Linked DNA regions of Zea mays: region 2 is linked to region 1. Evidence: chromatin contacts called from public Hi-C data. All regions are on one chromosome and are shown on one strand. The core of a region is the stretch at or near the end of the contact, and the rest is flanking DNA. Distances in the headings are between cores, read along the strand shown. Region 1 holds the start of LOC100382084. Region 2 holds the start of LOC100382070.

Region 1 (7,636 bases), core at 3,434-5,933:
ATCAACCCATATGGTTAATTATTGTGGTTGTAATACACAAGTAGACAACCATGTTATGATAATACTGGTAGATGGAGAGGACGGAGACGCCGATGGAGACGGTGATGCCGAAGGCAGAGAAGGTGAAGGGCGAGATCTGCACCACGGGTGAGCGGCCTCTGTCGGGGTGGGGCGAGAAACGCGCTTGGGGACGCTGGGGACGCCTGCTCCGGCCTCTCTGTCAAGCACTCAGTTTTATTACTGAGATTACTCTGTATAGAGATTAAAATACATGTATAGAACTAACGCTATATACTGCTCCATCACAGGCGTCCGCTTGCTGTGCAGCGACATCCGCTGAGTTGTTGCCTTGCCTTCGTAAGCTTCTCCATGCGGCGAAGGGGTTGTCTCCCTCCGTGAAACTGCAGTGTGCGAGCACTCATCAATGATTTAGCACAAGATAATAATCTTTCTATCTTCAAATTTCAACTTTCAGATATAACGCAACAAATACTGAAATTATAAAGTATTCACCTCAGATCTGTGTGGTAGTTGTTATTCACTATTTATAAGTATCTGGTATTCAATGGATATCATTCAAATAACCATAGTACTCCACAACTAAGCTAAGTCGTTTAACAGAGTAATACATGTAACCTTTAAGGTACTGTTTGACGTTGGTTTGGTACTATTTCCCCTTGTGTTTCTGGCAGAAGTCCAAGCATGGTTAATTATAGCTTGGGTTGTGAGCCTAGAGTTTCTGTCTTCAATATAAGAAACAAATCTAGCTGGAAAGTGAAGTAAGTGTATCCAAAACAGACATAAGTAATTGCCCAATTAGTTGAGATATTGCAGCTATGGTGGACATTATTGTCATTAATACATTTATTATGCTGAATGAAGGTAATGAAATTGCAATGAAAAAGCCAAATGACAAACGAATTAGGTCTGCAGTTCATACAATTTGGGTGAAAATAAGGTCAGTACAACTTAAGGAATGTATGAAATAACAGGGTGAAAGTAAGAATGCAAGGGTATAACTATCATATAATTCAAATGATCATTGGTGCCAATCCTTCTATTATAAGTTCAGAACCAATCTGACAGGGAAGAAACATTAGGTTAGCCATACTAATCAGCATACAAATTGAAGAACTGACATGACCAGCCACAAGACAACATATTATTGCTAAAAAATGTTTAACCATGGCAAAATTGAAAGTGAACAGAAATATAAATTTAATTTCTTTAAGTCCTGGAGGAAAAGCTCGATGTCGTGGGACACGAGAACCGGTTCCTGTCCTCTGAGTCCCGGCGCCTCGAGGTCCTCGTGTCCCAGGCTCGCGAGGAGGTCGCCGTCGCCGAGCAAGTCGCCGCCACCAATGAGAGCGAGGCCGCCACGCTCCGCGCCGAGGTCGAGCGTCTCCAGGGCCTCCTAGCCGCAGAGAATACCAGAAACTTCAGGACGAGTCCTTGATTCCTCTCACCTCAATCCCAAAGTGCAAGGCGGCGGACTCGTCCTGAAGTCCAAGCTGAGTATCTCGGATTCTCGGGGAGCGGCATGACCTGCTGCTGCTGCGGGAACGGTGGGACCCGTGAAGGAAGGAGGCGAGCCGGAGGAGCTGCGAGTGAAAGTCGCCGAGGGTGACGAGGTCGATGCTCTCCCAACGAAGGGCGGCCGAAGCGATCCTCTCCGGCCTCCCTGCAGGGCGCAACATAGCGGACCGACGTCGCGCCGACGGGTGACGAGGAACAGGGGTGAGGCGCGGGTACCCGAGGACCGGTGCATGGTGTAGGGGGTGCTGGATCCGAACCGGGCGCTCGCGGCGGTGGGGACGGAGTCAGGATGAGAGGGCTACCACAGATCTCGCACAAACAACACTGCGGCCATGGCCACGAGATCCTGCCTACCATGGAAGGCCTCCTTCCGTCGTGCGCGCAGGGGGCAGGGGCTGGAGAGCGGGGGGCGGTGGCGGGGGCAAGAGAGGTAGCGTGGGTTGTTGCGGCTCGCTCGCCGTGCGTGCCATGGTGGGCGCGCGGGGGCTGGGGCTGGAGAGCGAGGGGGCGGTGGCGGGGGCAGGAGAGCGTTGCTGCGTCTAGCGGCCCGCTCAGCGTGCGTGCGTAGGAAGGAGGCGGGGGCTCGCGCGGCGTGTGCGGAGGAAGAGGATTGCGGGGACGGATTGCGGCGGCGGAGGCGCTGATTGCGGCGACGGGAGCTACAGACGCGGACGCGGGAGGAGGCAGAACATGGCGCACGCTGTGAACGCCTACGGTAGTGTCTTAAGAAGTAGTATAGATATAGATTCAAACCTACTAGTTTTTACCATTTTACCCATAGTTAAGGTCAGTGAAGAATATCTAGGTTTGAATCACAATAAGGTCAAGAAATGTGCATTCATTGCGGACTTGAGTGAAGAACCTACATTATTCGTTTCGATAGGCACAATGGTCCGCAGCTCCATGCCTAATTAGCGTGTAGGTAAAACAAATTTTATCTGTGTTCAGCGAAATAAAACACATGCTCGTGTCTGCGTGTTATGCAGCTGTTCTGCTATGGATTTGTTTTTTCGCGTTTGCGTGGAATGTGTTCTGTAGCGTGCCCAGCCAAGTCACAGGACCTTTTTTTTATTTATGTGTTCTGTATAGAGATGTCAATGAGGACCCGATACGCGTCAACCCGTGGGGAATTCCCCTATTAGGGTACGGGTATGAGACAAAATTTATCCCCATGGATATGGATATGAGACAAAATCTTCACTCATTGGATAAACGGATATGGGTTTAGGAAGCAATAATCCGAACCCGATTACCTATGAATATTTCATACGTGTACACCTGTCATATTTGTATGAATGAGTTGAGGCCGAGCCGGCCACCAAGCCCAGCACAACAGCGCCCCAGGCTCTAGTCCTAGCCCAACAAGGCAACATGGCAAGGCAACTAGCAGACTAGCAAAAAATAAAACCTAAAATAACCAACTATATGCTACGCCCTGCCCAGACGACGATGACGACCATGGATTCTTAGGCGCCAACGAACTCAGATGGTGACCAAGGAAGGTGAACAAACTTCATTTCTTCATTTCTTCTATCGGTCCTGAAGTACTTATTTCTTTTCTGATGGATGGATGAATGGATCATGGTTCATGGATGACTGCTTGCCGATGTGGTGATGTCTGAAATCTAGATTGTTTGTGCTACCTGTTAGTACCTAGTTATCCCTTAATTAGGGATGGGACCTATTGGGGACCCGAAACCCGAATGAGGATGAGTATGGGATGAGTCTTGTACCCATGATGGATATGGGGATAGATCAAACATGATGGGGATGAGGATGGGTATGAGATACTATAACCGATGGAGAATTCCCCGTTGATATCTCTAGTTCTGTACTGTGGCTCGGAATGTTTTTTCACGAGCCATCTGAAGCCGTCCAAGCGCATCATAACGGCAAGAAATTCCATGGCGAGGCTTCATGGGTAGGGATGAAAACGTGACGGGAAATTCCCGTCCCATCCCGTTTCGAATACTGTTTTTTTCCGATCGTTTTCGAATTGTTCAAGAACCGATTAGAAACGGTACGAAAACGATTTAGCTAGTTTTTCGATCGTTTTCGTATTTTTCATTTTCGAGTCGTGCTAATACCGTTTTCTACCGTTTTATATAATATGAGATAGATCTAGCACATAATTTATTTAAGTTATAGACTTTTGTTGTGTTCAAGTGAATGAATACGCGAAAAACAAATGTTATAATTACTCTAACTATTATGAATGATGAAAAAGAGTTGTTTGTGTATTTCTAAATCTTAAAAATTAGGCAATACATCACTTTATTATGTTTTTGATAAAACTACAAAATAGTTATCTTTCCGACTATAGTTTATTGTTTTCGATCGTTTCCGAGTAACCGACACTTCCGATCCTGTATTGCGACCATTTGGTTTGGTTTTCGTTTTCGTTTTCGTCCCGACCAAAAAATATAAAAACAAAAACAATTTAGCTATTTTTTCGATCGTTTTTGACCGTTTTCATCCCTATTCATGGGCCTATACTGCTATACCCCACCATGCACCATGGTCCAGAGTCGAGAGAGGCAGAGGTGCGCTTCCCCGTGAGACTGTCTTCAACGGTGAACGCCTCCCTCCCCCCTCCCATTCTGTAGCGGCAACAGGATCCCCCTATACACTGCATCGGTTCCCCCTTCAATGCCCTCAATACCACAGCAGGCTTCTCTCTCCCTCTCCGTCAAGCGTGACGCTAAATCGTCCTCCCACCTCGCTGTTGTCATCGAGTGCACTGCCATGGACGTCATCGTCCCGCTCCATAGGTTGCCGCGCCACCGAGCAGAGAACCAGTAGTTGAGTTAGCTGTAGCGCAATGTATATTTTAGTAGCATGGTGGGATTTAGAGATATGGTATAGAGGAAACCATTGCAGAAGGTGAATATATAGGGGGAGAGAGGGTGATGATGTGGCATGGAAATAGGATATAGGGGGAAAAATTTAGGGGAAACCGCTGTAGACAGTCCCGGGCAACTGGTGGGTGTCGTCCTCCTCTTTGCGCAGCAGGTTCTCGCCTCCCCCTCCCCGCAGCTTCTCTCTCTCTCTCCCCCCCCCCCCCCCCCCCCCCCCCCCCCCCCCCCCCCCTCCCCGCCCCATCGTCGGCTAAAGGCGATCGTCCCACCCAGAATTTCCCCCCTCCCCCGCACCCCCCGCAAACATCCTAGCAGCCCTATCATCGCGCCGGTCCCGGCGGCCTGCCGGCCTCCTCGCACCCTCCCAGGTACACTCCGCACGCGGCTCCCCCCAGTTCTCTCAGCTCTCCCCGTCCAATCCAGTACAATCCACGCCGTCTCGATTGGCCGACGCCGCCAAGTCTGTGTGGGGTGCGATCGGCTCGCTGGGTGATCCTGATTGGAGTCGTGGATTCGTTGGGTCAGATGCAACAGGAGTGGAGGGGGATTACCTTTTTTTGTCGCGACTGCCGACTGGGGTCCGCGTATGCGGGTCGGGGTGGGGGGAGCGCACGTGGTTAGGGATTGTGAATTTGTGATCGCAGTACGAAAAGCTATGTCAGACTGGGTGGGGTAGACGAACCGGGGGTCATTTCAGGTCAATTATTAGGTGCTGTACTATGATAGCTTCAATCATCTTCGGATCTGCCATATCGTGCCATTCACTGGTGGAATATCTTGCTTACCTCAAGGGTTTTAAGTCTTAATCCAATAATCAGGGTCTTGTAGCCGTAGGGTTTATGTCCTAGCGCGCCCCCCATATATATACACACACACAGTAGACAGTACAATGCTCATGTGTTGCTGCGGCACACAAAAATAAATATTACACTTTATCTTTGCCAAAAAGCCTAGAATTGTCTGAGTTGAAAGGAGCCCTGGGTGGTTTTCACTGCCTATCTATGTGGTAATGGACCATTGATAGGGGGAGAGGAATAAACCTATGCGTTTCGCGTTTGATACAGGACGATCGTCAAAACTGGTGCTTTAAAGTAGTATATATATAGAATACGTATGTATGCATATGAGCCACCTGGTTCTGTTTAGCAACCAGATCCATAATTCAGAGGTTCAGGTGGACCCACGTATCATTCAATCAGTGGCAAATTTCCAACTGTATCATCTTACAGATTCTGTCCATAATAATATCAAATACCACATTAATTTGGATTTGTGATGAATTGATGATGAGATAGTAATTAGATACAAATACTACTGCCTTCTTTTGCAGCAGTAAGAGAGTTACTGTTATGAATAGGAATATTGTTAGGAGGACGGCATATATTTTTGTTGTGGGAGGTAGTTGAATGAGGCTCTAGACCTCAGTGCGGCTTAGGGCCAGTTTGGTAGAGGACTCCTTCCTGAATCCTGATGCTTCTTGATTCTGTGATGAGAGTGCTTCTGGTGGGGACCAAGGTGGGGAGCAGGGTAGGGAGTGATTCTAGATTGATTCTAGCAGTGGTTGAACAGAGAGCTATGGAGAATGTTTTTTAGCTCCCAGTTCGTAATAACGGAGAAGTGATTTGCATCAGCTCCTCACCAGAATCTAGTTGCATTTGAACTATTTCGTAGGGCTCTTAGGCTCTGTTTGTTTGAGCTGCAACTTTCTAAGCTTTTTTGAAAAGCTGCTGCTGGGCTTTTGATTCCGAGAAGCCAACGATAGCTTTTTAGTGATGTTATTACCTTCCTAGACTCAGTAAGCTATAGAAAGCCTATAAAATTAGGCTTCTCAGCTTCCCACATAAACTCAGCTTTTCTGAGCTTCTGGCTTTCAGGAAGCTAAACCAAAAAGCTAGCTGTTTGTTTCAGCTTCTGGCTTTTTACACCGAGAAGCTGGTGAGAAGCTCAAACAAACAGGGAAGAATCTCCTCTGAGGAAGCCGTGAGTGGAGCTGTATCAAACTGGCCTTTAGGTGCTGTGGTTGGTCACTGCACCCAGGAGGCTGGGAAGGAGGAAAGGGATAATTGATTCAATCTCTGTTTGGCTTCTAAAAGTACTATTCCTAGGTTGGCAATGACATCTGATGGGAAATAACAAACCTCCAAACTTAGCCGTGAAGCCAAACAACATGCTACCAAGCCAAAAAAAAATTCTAAGCAAACTGAGATATTCAAGCATCACACCTGTACTTGGCCTTATGGCTCTGACGTACAGGCTTGCACCGGGGAACCTGGCCTGCCTCATTGTGGAGACTCCACAGTTCACATGACAGTTGAGGTCAGTGCAACGTTGTCAGGTTATTATCAGTTATTATAGCTATAATGTGTCGGTTTCTAGCTTCGAAGAAAGTATGGATGGAATGATGCTACCTTGACCCTGACAAAAAAAATATAGCTGATTCTTTATTGCCTCCATTGCAAAAGATGTTGAACCCACATTGGTCAAAGAATTCCTTGCATATGACCAATCACCAAATACCACTGACACTAGTTATATTTGGTCAGTTACATTTTTTTTACACGACCTCTTAATAATTTACCCTTATTTAATTGAACTTCTCCTTTTCTGTTTGCAGAGTAATGGATTAATGCATTAAGCAAGGTAATGAAATGTACCAAAAGTGACTTATGGAAAAGAAACAGAGCTTGTTCACTGCTCTGAATGAGGAACTTTAATCTGATGCAGTCTCAAAAGAGCAGAGTTTTGGGAGCAATGTCATCCTCTTTGCCTATTCTGCCAAATCCTTTGAAAGGGAGCTTCTCAAGGCCTCATAACCCCCAGCATATTCCTATGTTGAGGCAGCTGCCTGATGACTCTATGCCCTTGTGTATTGACACACATCAGTCTGCTAGTTTGCACCCAAGAGCTGGTGTTATCGGGGTACCATATTCAGGCTACACTGCTAGTCCACTTGATTCTGTGTCTAACCTTGATAGCCAGACAATGGCTGCACCCTTTATTTCTCAGTCATCCAATTTTGAAGCTCTCCAGTCTCTATCTAATAATACCCCAGAAACACACACTAAGGCAGCCTGGTTCACATCTTCTATGGATGTTTCACCACTCAACACAGATAATATTGCTGCTTCTGATGTTAATCAAATCCAGAGTATACGTCCTGCTATGACATCTGATGAGAGTGCTACACAAAACGATTGGTGGGCAGATATAATGAATGATGATTGGAAAGATATTCTTGACGC
Region 2 (7,636 bases), core at 3,166-5,665, 190 kb after region 1:
TCGAAACAAATGGAGGAGTTACCTTTAACCCATTAACATAAGTTACCTTAGAATGTTCTGGTCCAATACCGTGTGGTTAAAAATATGGATACTGATACATGGCTATTTCAGCTGATTCAGATCCAAGTATTCACTTCTAAGAAGAGCTCGGATTTAAATATGACAAATATGTAACTATCGTGACTGCCTGACTGGTTAGGTCTGCCCAATTTTCAGTGGTGAAACTGTAAAATTGAAAATTGGCTAGAATATCATGATCAAAGTTCACTCTAATATTTTGCATGACCGCATTACATATTACCTATATCCGGTCAAGGTAACCCTAAATTAGTAACTCCTTTCTGCAGTTGTGTCTGATGTTACTTTGAAGTATTCCTGCATTTTACCCCACCTATTTCTGCTGTTGGATCCTTTGATTTTGTTTTGTCCTGAATTCTTGACAATATTGGATAGTAGTGCCTAAGGGCGCCTCTTTCCTTCCTTTTCCCTTTCACTAACTTTTATTCCATCCAACACTTAGGTTGTGTCCATTTTGTCCCATGTCAAACTTCTTTAATTTTGAAGAAAACAAATTGTTGAAAAATACACCAAATGTCTAGAACATCAAATTGGTTCCATTAAATCCTCCATCAAATATCTCTTGGTTGTGCATTTATTTGGTACTGTAGATGTTGATATGGTTTTCTATACATTTGATAAAAGTTGGAGAAATTTGACTTAGGACCAAACTGAAATGGCCTACATTATGGGACGGATGCTTTCATGATGCACCATAGTGATTACTGAAAGTGAGTGAAAGTAAACATAGCCATACTTAGGGCCCAGAACACCGCTAAGAGCGTTATATCTGTGAGCCTGACTATGTGCGACCCGAATGATGAAATTGGCCACCACCATGTTTGACCTGCTGCTATCAATATGAGTAGTCATAGATAAATGCAAATTCGTAAGCTAAAGACCTACTGAGATGATCAGCATCAGGTTATCTTTACGTCGCAGTCTATTTCTGTCCATTTCTTCAGCTGGTGTTTTAATACTGAAGCCTTAATGTCCTTCATTTTTCTCTTCTTTTTTTTTAATTTGTTGCCAGATTCATGAAGTTAAGGCTAGACAGGGTCTTACAAGACCAGTTCGACGCAGAATCAGTTGAAGAGGCATTGGCTTCTAACCCTGTTGAGTTGAAATTTGAGAAGCCTGAGAAATGGACAGCTCCGTACCCTAAATATGGGTTTGGATGGTGGGAACCCTTCTTGCCTCCAAAGTTCAGCAATGGTACGGCATAGAGATAAGCAGCAATCCCTATGAGGCATGTAAGATTACTCCCCTGTAAGTGATGAATGTAATTTTAATTTTGATGATGAGGATGTAGTACTTGAGGTTGTACCAGTACAGTTAGTTGAATTAGTTGCACAGTTTTTGTAATACCAAATAATCAGCTGTTTTATTTTATTTGAGAAAGTCGCGGTTCTGTTATGACTGATGGCATATTTGCATGATCGATGGGCAATTTTGTAGGTTATAACACGAGGCACTACTACTTGCTCAGTCTACCAGACCAGAATAAAGACCTCTGTGCCACGAAGCACGAACAAATGGACAATGCCAATCACAATAGTAAGGACGGACTAACCTGAACGGTTATTATGGGTCCGTTTGGTTTCTTTAGTCTCGAGACTAAAGTTTAGTTAGGAGACTAAAGTTTAGTCCCTATTCTGTTTGGTTCTAGGACTAAAAGTATTCAAAACACATTAAATAAATCATAAGAAGACTAAAATATCCTTTAGCATTCTCCTGTCATTAGTGCAACTGAAATAAAGGAAGAATAAAAAGTGTAATTTATATGGTTTAGTCTCTTTTAGTCACCCTTGAAGGATTAGAGACAAACAATTTAGTCCATGTTTTAGTCCCACCGATTGACAATTTAGGGACTGAAATTGAGAGACTAATCTTTAGTCCCTCAAACCAAATGGGGCCTATGAAGTACAATTGTTTATCCCTATAATATGGTGACTACTAATATCTTGGGTGAAAACCTACAGATCGAGAAGCCATTTGCCATTTCTATCAATTTCTGATCACCATGGAATTGGGTTCAGAAACGCTTTGAAACCACTAGACAAACGTTTTGAAACCACTAGGAACACTGGATATTATATGAAGCTCGTGCCAAGAAAGATGGCAAATTACATCATAGTAGAAATCGAGCATGTTCATAACAATTTTGTTTATAGATAAACTGGATGTCTCATGATCAGAAAGCTTAATAGAGCAAGGGAGACACTACGTACAGTAGAACAATATCTACACTAGGGGGGCAGAACCACCAAAGTTAGAACACTGAAGTCACGAATCATCCCTACTTTTTAAACCTGGTACCAGTTACTGATTTGTGATCGCCCCTCCTCTAGTCTTTATATGCTCCAGAACCTGCAATAAGAAGGGAAATTGAATAACCAATATAATGTCTGAAGATCCACGCCAAATTTAGCCGAAAACGAAATTCATAATGACTCAAAGAATGTGATGTGCAACTTGATGAAGAGTGCTGCACATCATGCAATGATGCAAGCATGTGAGGTGGGTTTCTTTGAGCGTTTAGTTAGGTTGTCGATTAAGAAACACTCTTGGTTGGTTGGTAAGCTGGTGCGGCAGTCTTGAAGTGGGTTTCTTTGAATATTAGGTTAGTTTGCTGTCAGTGTAGAAAAGAATCGCTTGGTTAGTGTAACAAACTTCACGTGCTTGGTAGGTAGCCATGGGGCGGAGTCAATGGAGACATTGCCCATGTGAAGCGCTACTACCACTCCATTTCTGCGCATGCATGTGGGTAATGCTTGTATGTCAAGTGATGGCCATAGAATGAACTTTAAAGAGCCGTTAGCTTGCTAGCCAGTAGTAGCTTATATTAAGGGGTAAACAAACCATGTCATGGACAAAGCTGAAGATGTTTATAGGACTGGAGAAGTCTTCTTTGAGGCTACGGATGTAGACATTTTGGAGATGTTTGGTTTGATGGATCAATCTATTCTAGATGAGTTAGTGCATCACGAGTCAATTCCATAAATTTGGTGAAATAAACTTATTTATCATATTATTACTAATTATTAGCATAAGAAGAATGAAATGGTGATAGATCGACTTATTTCATTTCATAAATCAAACAAAAAATGAGAAGTGAGAAGATGATGGACTAACTTATTCCTAAAACCAAACACGCCTTTTAATCATAGACTTGCTCAGTATTTAGTAACCAAACTTTGCTTTTTTTGCTAATTGATTTACATGAACACTGATGAATAGAATAACGAGAAGGGGCAAGGTATGTAAAAAAAGGAAGCACATTTCAAATGGCAGAACTCCTTGTTTTCTAAAAAGAACCTTTTCCAACTGGCGCAACTGAAATACTGAATACGTAAACTGACTTGATTGGGATTTGGGAGACGCATACCGCATACGTGACCCAAGACACCAAGAAAGAAGGAAAGATAAACTTGTAGGGAAGCTGGTCAAGGTCAACGTTCTTACATGTAAATAAACTGTGCAATTAAACACGGAGTAAATCAAACACAAGAAACTAAAGAAAACTATGTCTGTGTGCCGCCAGATTCTCAAGACTACAAGCAGAGTCAGATAGCAAAGCCAAGAACAGGAAGAATCCACTGCGCCATCAAGAGGAGGAAGAAGCGCCGGGTAGAAAAGCGCATCCTACGGTGCCTGGATACATACATGACACCACGCAGTAGAGGGGGTGTGACAACGCAGGTGCGCGGCAGCTAAGCGCCCCACACGGTGATCCCCTGCATCATGTTCTTGAACTCGCCGAAGTCGACGCGGCCGTCGCAGTTGCGGTCGACGTTGCAGATCATCTCCTGCACAGTGGCCAGGTTCCGAGCCTCGGGCAGGCCGAGCTTCTTGAGCACGGCCTGCAGCTCGGCGGCCGAGATGAAGCCGTCGCCGTCCTCATCGAACACCCGGAACGCCTCCTTCATGTCCCCCTCGTCGTCGTCATCCTCGGTCACAGCCACCGGCATGGGGCCGAACAGCGCGTCCCCGAGCGCGCGGTGGAGGGACTCGAAGTCGTCGAAGCGGAGCCCCGCGGCGCCGGCCGGGATGTACCCGCCAACCGCGGCCTCCAGGCCGGAGCGGTCGGCGCCGAGGCCGAGCGCGTCGAGCGCCGAGGCCATCTCGTCGAGGGTGATCTCGCCGTCGCCGTTGCGGTCGAAGAGGTCGAACACGCGGCGCAGGCGCAGTGCGTTGAGGCTGCCGTTCCGGAGGCGGAACGACGGCGAGGGCTTCTTGGACAGCGACGGCTTAGCAATGGCGGGGGCGGCGTTTTCCATCGTGGCGTGAACTCGCGGCGTTCAGTCTCTTCTTTTCTTCGGGTGTTTTGTGGGCGTGAGGATACGAGGGCGGATGATTTCTGGAGTTCGTTGAGTGTGGCTGGCTATCGGTGAGATTTTATAGAGCTAGAGAAAACGCGGCGGGGTCTCTGTCTGACTGTCTCTTATTTGTTTGGGGGCAGGGCCCACGCCTCTTGCCGTTTTGGTGGAAAAAAATTTGGTGCAGCCCCTCATAAAAAGGAGGATAGACCCCACCTGCAGGTCTAGCAGATAACGTTTTAGTTGTATTATTGTTGCTGCGGGTAGGGTTTATTCTCCTTTTTGTGAGGGGCTGCAAACACTCTGGTTTGCAGCAGTGCTGCACCAAATTTTTTTCCGTTTTGGTAGCACAACTTTACTTCATAAAAAACCGTACACTTCTACACGTAGTATAAATCGGCAAAAACTACAATCGTAGTACAATCAAACTATTAAAAATCTTTAAAACGATAGGTATATTTTATTATTTACTCTCTAATATATTGAATTTTAAGTTATAATTTATACTATATTAAAAAAATATAAAAATAAAAAGGAAATGACCAATACGAAAGATTAAAAATAACATTTTTTTCTCTTTTCAGATATTTTTAATATAAGTTAAATTAGAATTTAAAATCAGTATATTTCTAGAGTAAATAATCGCAACAAGAATCTTTGTAATTTCTATCAACCATAAGCTCATGAAAATTAGGTTATAGCCACAATTATTCGTCAATCACCTTGCTCGTAAACAAGCCACTATGGGTGATAGTGCACTAGGACCGATGCATACGGCGTGGGGAGCCACGAGAGCGAGGGGTCGAAGTGGTCGACTGAGAGGGGTAGGTGTCGTTGGTACAGACGTGTGACAGACTGGGGATGAACGTGTGAGAATAAACTTTTGAAAAAATGGGATTATTTCCATCGGCCATATGGTCTTGCCAATAAAAATTATGAATTACCGATGTCTAAGGAGAAAACCCAATAAAAATAAGTAAACAACGCAGATGATGGGAATCTGTTGACGCCTTTTTGGAGCGCCAAACACTCAACAAGAACCGTGGCGGTGCCTTCTGCACAGGGGCAGACGGTCCGCGCGCAGGGGCCGGACGGTCCGCGGCCTGGTGCGAGGCGCGGTGGTGCTCTCTGCGCAAGGGCGGACTGTCCGCGGCCTGGGGCCGGACGGTCCGCGGCCTGATGCGCGGCTAAGGCTCCTGCCTGACGGCCGGACGGTCCGCGCCCTAAGGCCGGACGGTCCGCGCGTACGCAGGGACGGCGGAAGATCGCCGACGGCGCCTGGATCTCGCTCCCGGGAGGGACCCCGTCGGGGAGTAGAGATCCTAGGTGGTGTCTAGGCTCGGGTAGACCGACCTAGACTCCTCTAATCGACGTAGAGTCGAGGAGAGGCGGAGAATTTGGGGATTGAGAGGCTAAACCTAAACTAGACTAGAACTACTCCTAGGATAAAATGCGAATAAAAGTTGTATTGATTCGATTGTTGATGATTACAAATCGGCCGTAGACCTCTCTATTTATAGAGGAGGGGGGCTGGACCCTTTACACAACTGATTCCGAGCTAATCCCGCGAATATAGCTAACAACCGTAGCACAAAACTCGGAACCCTAATCTGTTCTGCGCACGCGCGGACCGTCCGGCCCACAGGCGCGGACTGTCCGGACCGCGGACCGTCCGGCCTCAGGGCCGGACCGTCCGCGCGCTCACTTTTTGGTTCGAACATATGCCCCCCTGCCTTTTGGTGGAGCCGGGCGAACCAAAAGCAACTAACTCGATGTGATCACATCGGTTCTCTTAAGCATCTTGCCACATACTAGGATGGTACTGTTTGAGGAAACGCCCATTCAAAGCCTTTGGTAAATCCTTGCCTTGTAATGTTTGTAGCAAATAGGCGTTACCAGACATTACCTGTTTTACTTTATAAGGACCCTCCCAGCTTGGCGACCATTTTCCAAACTTCCGGTCTTTATTCCTTAGAGGCAAGATGGTCTTCCACACCAGATCCCCTACTTGAAATGACTTTGCTTTGACCTTCTTATTGTAGGCCCTGGCTACCATGATCTTGTCCTTTTCTATTGCTCCCAAAGCTATCATCCTCTTGTCGGTCACCTCATCAATATTATCCATCATTGAATTATAATAATCAGTAGCAGTTAGATCATTTTGTCTGGCAAACCTGACAGCATTCAAACTTATTTCCACAGGTAACACTGCTTCCTGCCCATAGACAAGCTCAAAAGGAGATACTTTAGTAGCACTATGTTTAGATATTCTATGAGCCCATAAAGCTTCAGACAAAATCTTATGCCAATGTTTAGGATTATCAGATACCTTCTTCTTTATCAAATTAATCAATGTCCTATTACTAGACTCGGCCTGTCCATTGGCCTGAGCATAATATGGAGATGAATTAAGCAGCTTAATTCTGTATAATTCAGCAAATTCACGTACCTCCTTTGACATAAAAGAAGTACCTTGATCTGTAGTCAAGGTCTGGGGAATGCCGAATCTATGAATAATATGCTCAGTTATGAACTCAATCACCTCCTTGTGCGTCATGTTCTTTAGAGCAACGGCTTCAGTCCATTTGGTGAAATAGTCAGTGGCAACTAACACAAACCGATGCCCCTTTGATGATGAAGGATGAATTTCTCCAATAAAGTCTAATCCCCATCCTCTGAATGGCCAAGGCTTGATGATAGGATGTAATTCGGCTGCAGGAACCAACTGTAGGTCGCCGAATTTTTGACACACTTGGCACCCCTTGTAGTATTTGAAACAATCAGCTGTCATACTAGGCCAATAAAAACCAGACCTTCGCAACAACCATTTCATCTTTGGAGCTGATTGATGGGTACCACAAATTCCTTCATGTACTTCGGCCATGGCTAATATAGCATCATCTGGGCCCAAGCACTTAAGCAGGACATCATTAACCGTTCGGCGGTAAAGTTCATCACTCATCAAAACATACTTGAAAGCTGTTCGCCGAATGTTCTTATCTGTCCTGATATTGGGATGTTGCAAATAATTAAGTATAGGTGTCCTCCAATCACTTGCATCGGCTTCATTGTCAGCCGAATCGATTAAGAGAACCTTTCTGGTAACCTCGGACGGTCCGGCGTCAACACGCGGACGGTCCGCGACATGGGAATTTGGCTCTGCACTGGTTATCAGATTTTCAGTTTTGTGAAATTTCCCTCTTTTTATCCGATAACCCGATGCATCTTGTGCCAAGTCGTTAGCTCTATGATTCTCAACT

Evidence for each region. A called contact is a pair of places that touch in the nucleus more often than the background predicts.
Region 2: a contact with region 1 is called in a Hi-C map of ear, with 1.6 times the contacts expected there. The contact joins the promoter of LOC100382070 here to the promoter of LOC100382084 in region 1. A contact is called at or near these places in 2 of 25 Hi-C or Micro-C datasets (ear and tassel).

What each region holds. Positions count from the first base shown.
Region 1 is chr1:54,494,499-54,502,134 of Zm-B73-REFERENCE-NAM-5.0, forward strand. LOC100382084 reads left to right here and starts at 4,684. Exons shown (of 8, transcript NM_001174847.1): 1 at 4,684-4,762; 2 at 7,009-7,636. The coding sequence starts at 7,095.
Region 2 is chr1:54,688,695-54,696,330 of Zm-B73-REFERENCE-NAM-5.0, forward strand. It overlaps LOC100382070, which reads right to left and starts at 4,416. Exons shown (of 2, transcript NM_001174833.1): 1 at 3,724-4,416; 2 at 2,128-2,427. The coding sequence starts at 4,337. The coding sequence ends at 3,771. LOC100193255 reads left to right here. Exons shown (of 3, transcript NM_001138404.1): 3 at 1,091-1,476. The coding sequence ends at 1,283.